Regions from separate parts of the Zea mays genome. Here region 2 is linked to region 1. Evidence: chromatin contacts called from public Hi-C data. All regions are on one chromosome and are shown on one strand. Each heading gives the region's core, a stretch centred on a gene start, on an enhancer-like site or on the middle of the called end of the contact. The rest is flanking DNA. Distances are from core to core; before and after follow the strand shown. Region 1 has its middle 44 kb from the start of LOC103630966. Region 2 holds the start of LOC100273398 (glycine/proline-rich family protein).

Evidence for each region. Hi-C and Micro-C count contacts between places; a contact is called where the count stands out from the background.
Region 2: a Hi-C map of bundle sheath shows a contact between it and region 1, with 4 times the contacts expected there. The contact joins the promoter of LOC100273398 here to the enhancer-like site in region 1. A contact is called at or near these places in 4 of 25 Hi-C or Micro-C datasets (bundle sheath, endosperm, leaf and 1 more).

Annotation. Positions count from the first base shown.
Region 1 is chr6:37,757,829-37,761,877 of Zm-B73-REFERENCE-NAM-5.0, forward strand. No RefSeq gene overlaps it. Among protein-coding and RNA genes, the nearest start is that of LOC103630966, 44 kb to the right of the region's middle. Within about 2 kb of position 2,278, at least 17 of the 20 cell types and tissues checked have an H3K27ac peak or open chromatin away from gene starts, as enhancers often do. A contact at or near this core is called in bundle sheath, leaf and tassel, where this site is marked.
Region 2 is chr6:38,068,173-38,072,574 of Zm-B73-REFERENCE-NAM-5.0, forward strand. It overlaps LOC100273398 (glycine/proline-rich family protein), which reads right to left and starts at 2,959. Exons shown (of 3, transcript NM_001147835.1): 1 at 2,656-2,959. LOC100283877 (glycine-rich protein A3) reads right to left here. Exons shown (of 3, transcript NM_001156775.3): 3 at 4,032-4,402. The coding sequence ends at 4,273.

The DNA.
Region 1 (4,049 bases), core at 1,028-3,527:
AGTGTCCTTTGACCTATCTCTGTCCTATTCATTATTTAATTCACCTCCTGTTTTACACATTTATGCCTAAGGATTGACTAGCTTTTGTGATCCATGTCCTTGTTTACCTATTTGGGTTGGATTATTATTGTTTAGCTTTATGCTATTGCTCAAACTCTAATCAATGAACATGATGAGATTATCTATGATACGCTGTTTTCCCTTCTCTTATTACGATGTGGTACTTGTGGTCATCAAGGGGGCTCGAGCGGTTCCTCGAGTGCCTCTCCGTAAGGACCTGTTCTATGGATGACCGTCCGGGAAAACAGTGCAACCATGAGGGTGGAATGGGATTCCCTTAGCTGAATAATTAGAGGATCCGGGGTGTAGTTCACTTAGCCGTCGTGCCGTCAATGGGGCTCGGTGTATGCGGCTCGCTCCGCCAAGTTTGGGTTCGCCCATTGGGGAGGAGTGCGGTGCATTTAGGAAACCTAACGGGTGGCTACAGCCCCGGGGAATCTTTGTAAAGGCTACGTAGTGATGCCCTGCTGGGTCACCTTGGTAGTGATCAATGGAGAGTCATGATCTCCGGGCAGAATGGGAATCACGGCTTGTGGGTAAAGTGCACAACCTCTGCAGAGTGTTTGAAAACTGATATATCAGCCGTGCTCGCGGTTATGAACGGCCAAGGGAGCTCCAGTGATTAGTGGTACTTGATCAGAGATACTTTGGTACAGGTGGTTATGAGATTGATGGTTTTGGTTATGACTATGGTGCTGGTAAGTGGTACTCTTTCCGTTTGGAAAGGAGTACGTTTGGGTTAATAACTTGGGTTAATGCTAAAACTTGGCTTTCTACTAGTAAGTAATAATCTGACCAACTAAAAGCAACTGCTTGACTTATCCCCACATACAGCTAGTCCACTACAGCCAAACAGGATACTTGCTGAGTATATTAATGTGTACTCACCCTTGCTCTACACACCAAACCCCCCCCATCCCCAGGTTGTCAGCATTGCAACCACTGCTCAGGCGAAGATGAAGCTGTGGAAGGAGACTTCCAGGAGTTCCAAGACTACGACGAGTTCTAGGTGTGGGTTAGCGGCAACCCCCAGTCGGCTGCCTATGAAGGCCGCGGTTATCTACGTTTCTTTTCCGCACTTTGATTTATTGTAAGGACTATATGGACGTCTCAGACGTATGATGTAATCGACTATTTCCCTTCTTAATACTATTTTGAGCACTGTGATGATGTCCATGTTATGTAACTGCTGTGTACGTGAATAACTGATCCTGGCACGTACATGGTTCGCATTCGGTTTGCCTTCTAAAACCGGGTGTGACAGTAACATGGCCACAATTATCCTCCGGGTTGTTATGGCGGCGAATACGGTGAGGTTGTTACGCGCGAGGGAGATGAGTCTGGTGAGGGGGCCCCATGTGTAGGTGATACGGCCATGCACACGCCACGGGGAGTCCGAACGGTGGTCCTCACGTGTCATCGAGTGAATCTTGCGGGAGCACTGCGACTGACAAGAGGACGGTCTGTCCGCAAGGGCCCACATATCAGCGAGCAAGGGAGGATACACGAGCGCGGAGCGTGGCTGGCGTGCGGGCCAAACGTGTCAGAGCCAGGACGCGCGTGAGGTGGAGTTGGGCCGCGGTGGCCTAAGAGCGGGGGGAGGGGGGCTAGGCCAGAGATGAGCCAACTTGGCATAAGCGATTTGTTTTTTTCATTTCTTTTTTGCTTTCTTTTATATTTCCCTTTCATAATCAAAATTCAGATTTCTATTTTGAATTTTAATTCCAGTTTGGGTTCAAAGTTCACTTAACACCTAAAATCATGTTTTGGTAGTTTAGAAAATTCTGCGAAGAAAGGATTTGGATTAGAAGAGAAAACATGGGAATAAATAAGAGATATTTACACAAATAAAATTATTTTGTTATTCACTAAGATATTTAAGATGATATATTAGATATAGTTTTCTTAAAATAGTATTTTTGTGAATACTAATTTCATATTAAAAACAGTTGTTAAGAGAAGGAAAATAATAAGATAACAAATAAATAAAGAAAAAACTTTGCATTGGCATGCTGGAGATTTTGATTGTGCATTGAGTTTAAAATTGGAACTAGAACTAATGTTTAAATTTGGAATTGAAATAGAATAGAAACCAGAAAATAAAATAAAAAAGAAAAGAAAATGTGGGCCAAATTTCTCCACGCCTCGGCCCACCCTTCCTTTTCCACGCCGGATCGACTGCGCGTGTGTTCCCCTCCCCCACAGAGACTGACCGGATGACCCCACTATCCAGGACACCGTCCCACCCGCGTTCGGTCACTGACCCTTGGGCCCTAATCGTAAGATCTATCTCCTTCCTTCCGCTTGGACGACTCGGAATCATGGTCATCGCCAGGTTCCATGGCTAGTGACCCGGTCCCACCAGCCTGGGTCATTCGATTCGAAAACATCGTCGCCATATGGGGGAATATCACTAGGGGCTTTATCCCGCGCGCGCATGTATTTTATAGCTCGGAATTGTTACGTCCCGTAGCCATCGCCGAGATCGTTGGGATCGGGTGGGGGTTGTTAGGATCCTCCTGCGGGTATAAAGGCCGCATACCACACACGCCTCACCGTACCTCGTGGTCATAGCTCACTCGGGGATCCCAGTCGCCGAGCAGAACACATGGTGGGAAGGGCAGAAATCCGCCGACGGGGCGCCCGCCTACAACGACGCTCGGGGTACAATAGTTGGTCATGGGCGATCGTCGGGGCATGTTGAAGCTCGTCGTAGCAACACCTGGGCGGAATTGTACTCCGACTCACCTAAATCGCTCACCGGACCTCTTCCTTCAATGTCGTCCGCTTCCTACCGTGGCCGAGCTCCTTCGACACCTTCTCCACCGGTGAGTAACTTCGAATAAGTTCGCTAGCTGCTCCTCTACATGTTGCACCGCTTTAATTAGATGATAGTGCTTCGAGCGCCTAGAACGCTTTGCGCTGGTGCGTCGTCGCCATGGCCCTGTTGCACCGTCGTGGGCTGGCGTTGCGTTGGGGGAGAAACGGCCTTAGCCGTTGGATCCATCTCGGACGGCGAAGATTTGATCGGCGAAACAGTTTGGCTAGGGGAAAACATGTCCATTGGATTTCAGATGGAGGGTCAGATTAGAATATGAAATAACGTTTCAGCTGGGGATGCGTGGACCGTATGATCTTGATCCGACGGTTAAGCTAACGAACTGGTTGGGCCCTATGGGAGATTTAATCTGGGTCGTTGATCGACGTGGGTGCGAGCGAGATTTAATGATGATGACTTAAGATCTGGGCCATGGGATTTGGATCCGAGGGGCATCATCGCGTACCCGTTCGGATTTATGGAGTTATGATCTTGGCCGTCGATCTGATCTGGGCGGTTCATATTGACCGATACCCGCCAGGCAACTTTGCATATGAGCCCATGGGCTTCCATAGAACCAACCCACGATCCACGGTAGTGCCCGGAACATTACAGCCAGGTCCTAAAATTTACAAAGTAGACCCTAGATTGCAAAGAAATTGTGGTCACTGTCCATAAATTCCTAGGTATTGATAAAATTACTTCGAAAATGATTTTTAATGAAATAGTAATTCTAAAAACCTTAGGAAATGCATAACTAATTCACTTTAGCTCCTTTTTGACCCATTTAAGTTGTGTTAGTTTCATGATAAATTTTTTTGCGCAGTAGCGAACATTATTTTGTTATATCACATACCTTTATAATTAAGTATAGTAAATTAACCTTTATAATCCAAGGTAATCTGTCCACGATTATAAACTGATTAAAGTATGACCTTAATCAAGTTTTGATTTAGATTAAGGCTGAATTAGTTATTTCTTTAACCTCTCTCACATAATTTATAATAACAGTTTATTGCTTAATCACCTAAAACACTTGAAAACCATATCTTTTTTTACTATAACTCTGAATTTAGTCGTTCTCGAACCTATGATTTTGTAGCGACGCATAGAATATTATCACACAGTTGTCTTCTCATGTTTGGTGTATTGTTATGTTTATGTACTCCTT
Region 2 (4,402 bases), core at 1,709-4,208, 310 kb after region 1:
CGATCTTCCGCCGCCCCTGCGCACGCGCGGACCGTCCGGTCCTAGGGCGCGGACCGTCCGGCCGTCAGGCAGGAAACCCTTGCCCCGCGCCAGGCCGCGGACCGTCCGGCCCCTGGCCGCGGACCGTCCGCCCCTGTGCAGAGAGCACTATCGCTGGTTCGTGTTGAGTGATTGGCGCCCCAAAAAAGTGTCAACAATATCTCTAGTTCAAAGGCCAAAAAATGTATTAATTCTCTCTATGCTATTGCGTCGATGTATACATGTCTAGATAGAGCACATCTTATATTATAGGACTAGAATAAAAAATGGTTAAACTTTATATTCTGGGATGGAGAGTGTGTCTGCAAAAGAATGCACGGTAATGGAACAGGTGATGCAGGCACAAAAGTGGTCTAGCTTCAGTATGGATGTAGCAGTGTACCGAGCAAATTGAATGGTATATATTGGAACAGGATGAATGCAATAGTGTGAGAGCTTTTTTTTTCTAGATGAAGGAAGCTTTATTAATAACAAAGTTCTGGCTTTCCCTCTCCGTAAGAACATTTTCTATCCATAAACTACATAATGGCTAAACATAGGTATCCCTCTCTGAATGTTTGCTTCTACTTCCCTCTCCTTACACAACTACTGACCCAATCTTACATGATCCACTGCAGGATCAGAAGAATGCTAAAACAGAGCAGCTAAAAGAAGATTGCTGTGTACTTGCCGAAGGAAGAAAAAAAATGATTTGTTTGATCTAAGAGATGGTAGTTAATTGCTCATTGCAACTCAGAAAAAAATGATTTATCTGATCTAAGAGATGATAATTAATTGTGCATTGCAACACGGACTACATGACGAGGCAATCGATCCTTAGGCCCCTTTGGTTAGGCTTTTCAAACTGCTTTGGCTTTTAAAAAAGCAAAAAAAGCCAACCAAAGAGGTTGGCTCCCATCTAAAGCCAAAGCAAAAGGCAGCTTTTAGCTAATACATGTACAACTTTCATAACAGACTTCCACTTCTTTCATTGACTGTGAAGTTGGGAAAATACGTAAAATTACTCACGACAACGATTAATGTGCAATCAGGCCTCATGTGCAAGCGAAATGTGCAATCAGGCCTCATGTGCAAGCGTGCAAGCGTGCAAGTAAGACCTAATTGCACAGTAGTCGTTGCCATTACTCACTGCCAATAGTTATGAAGATAATGATTCATTTTACCTACACACATCTATTCTTCATGCAACCAAGCTCCTCGTCTAGCGCTCCACCACCTCGGTTGGTCGCCAAGGGCGAGCATGACCTCTGCCACAGCAGGCGAGCTTGGGTCCACCATCGCGAGAAAGCACGACCTTGGTCAAGGATCCATCCGGAGGAAGAAGACAAGACAGACAGGGTCCACTTGTCACTGAGTGAAGCTAACGGCAGTTTTTTAGAAGCCACAACTATTGAACCAAACGATTCTTAACTTTCGCACATTCCATAACCCACGGCTACTTTTCCACCCGTGGAAGAGTGGAAGACCCAGAAATCTTCAAAAGCCTAAGAAAATATAATACTCATACTATAAAGATATCGTCTTGCCCAGTTTTTGCCTATGTTTAGTTGCATTTTATTGCTTGGTACACATATATAAGTCTATTTGCACTAATGGATGAGCCTAGGCAAGTGCCCACGCTCGCTAGGCCATGAGTCCGCCCTTGTTTTCCACAATCCACAACTCACAACAACCTTTTCAAAATCCACAAGACCCTTAGGCTATTCTCATTGGTTCTCAGTGGGTAGGTATCATATTTGTATTTCTAAGATGCCATGTAAACAAGAAAGGAATGAAATCTTTGTTAAAATAGTCTCTCGCAATAGAGAGTTTCTTTCCGTGCGATTTCATATATAGACAATATGTCTAGATAATAGTGTAGACATAGCTTCATCACATGAAACTCATTTCATCTCTTTCTTCATTAATTGTTTTACCACATCATCTAGATCACTGATATGCCACATCATTCAATGAGAATGAAAAAAGTTATGTGATGTAGGCAGTTGGAATGATATGCAGTAGGAAACTGAAAAGATACCCGTATAACGGTGGAGGATCATTCCAATTTCCTACTGCACATCACTTGAACATGCTAGCATCGGCCATACGTATAACTGATTGCATATGTTATACTCCTCTCCTTGTTATCATATATAATAAATAGTTCACCCTAACCGCTACACTTCTCTCCCCACCCCCCCACCCGGCCACCCCCCACAAAAAAAAGGTAGGGTCTACTGGCCACCCAAATTACAGCGATAAAACATTTTAATTTACAATTAATCATCCACCCTAATCATTGCTTGACCCCATAAAAATCCTGTACGCACGGTAAATTTCCCCTCCACCATCACACAGTCGATCAAACAGGGGAGCGTTAATTCGGAACATCCTCACAAGTGCAGCCACGAACTTCAGACCGGCAGATCACACACCATCCACAGAACTCTACTACGTGGTGACGAGCAAAAACCAACGATCTACACGCACCGGACCGGATGCACCCCTAAACCCGTGGAACCAAAAACAATAAATCTAACCGAATTATGCGAAGGTATTTATATAGATACTAGAGAGACAACAAAGGTGGGAGTATAGTATAGATGACCAACGTGGGAGGAGAGTTGAGCATACCGAACGACGAGCCGACGACGCGAACTCCGGCGCCCAGAAGCAGAACAGGTATGCAGCCGATCTCGGGCGGCGATGTTCCTGTGGGCGGCGGGTGCTGGTTTGGCCGTTCTCCTTCCCCCAGGCTGGCGGCTATATAGCCGAGGAGACGGCGACAAGGAAGGAGCCAGGATGGTGGCCGGAGGAGCAAACGCGTGGCGCCGAGTCAGGCCGCCATGCGGGCTCGGGGCGCGTTACGGTTGCTGCGACCTGCGACTTGCGCGTCGCGAGCGCGTGCCGGCGACCGGCGTGCGTGGGAGGGGAAGGGGAGGAAAGGAAGAAAGCAACGCGACGAAGAACCGAACCGAGCCCCACATCACCAGCCGGGCCTACAGCGCAGTGACCCGGATCGAAACATGTAATTCTTGTGCCATTTATTGTCTTAGGAGAAAACATATTTATGCTTCATCACAATATCAATATGGGAAGCGATTTTACGAAAATACTTCTGCCCTCAAAGTCACACCTCACAGCAGTGCGGCCAACGGCCGCATCTGTTCGGCTGCATAGCTGCGATTTATGGACTGTGGAAGAGCTACGACATGTGAAAAAACTGATGCGGGCTGTTAAAAAGCTAAAATCGTTTGGTGGAAACCATTAAAAATCGTTAAATGTTTTTTGATATATATTTCACGGTTCCATCCAAAAGCCACTAAAATCAGGTCTATAGGTGCTTTAAATTTTGCACTACGAGAAAGTCAGCTTTTAAAAAAAAACTCTTTATTGTATTCAATCCTTTGGTTTGACTTTTAGCTTTTAGGGAGCAAAAACCAAAATTAAAAGCTAAACCAAACATACCCTTAGACTACTATAATTGTAATTGATAAAGACAAAATATTGTAGTAACCACAGCGAACATGGCTCCCATGAATTTCATGCGCGATGCAGCTTTCGTTCTCTATAAATTATTGATTGGTTTGTATTATGATAGGATAGAGCTATTTTGTCCTCAATTTAGTATTGTTTGAATTGATTATATATGAAACTTAAAAAATAAAAATTATGCTTAAATATTGAACCATCTTTTCAAAATATCCTGGACAGAACCACTCCAATTGACTCTGAAACCAAATGCTACCTAAACTATGCTCATACTCACTACCTAAACTATGCTCATACCCACTCCATGATTTCATTATAAGAACAGAATTTAGAGAACCAAACTCTACCTAAACTATGCTCATACCCACTGCATGATTTTCATTATAAGAACAGAATTTAGAGACATGACTCGATCTACTATTTCAGCCTCAGAGCCTCAGGCAAGCAGGGAAACGGTTGATGTCATCAGATCAACACGTCTTTTCAGACACCAGCAACAACGTACCGAAATCGATTGGTCAGATAAAGCCACGATTTATTACTGGCAATGGATATAATCTTCAGAGCGCTCCATCCACAAGACCAACATATACAGCATATCAGCAAATGGTTATTTATGTCACTTATTAGCATTATGTCACTCGCCACAAGCTGGATTACTGGAAATACAGATGAAGGATGAGTAACGCTGAAAAGGTATTACTGGCAACACATGTCCTGGAAGCCTGAGTTCAGCTACGATCAACCATGGAGGGCACATCACTTCCACTTCTTGAACTTGCCGCCGCCGAACATGCCGTGCCCGTGCTTGCCATGCTTGAACTTGCCGTGCCCGTGCTTGAACTTGCCGTGGTGGCCGTGACCATGCTTGAACTTGCCGTGGCCACCA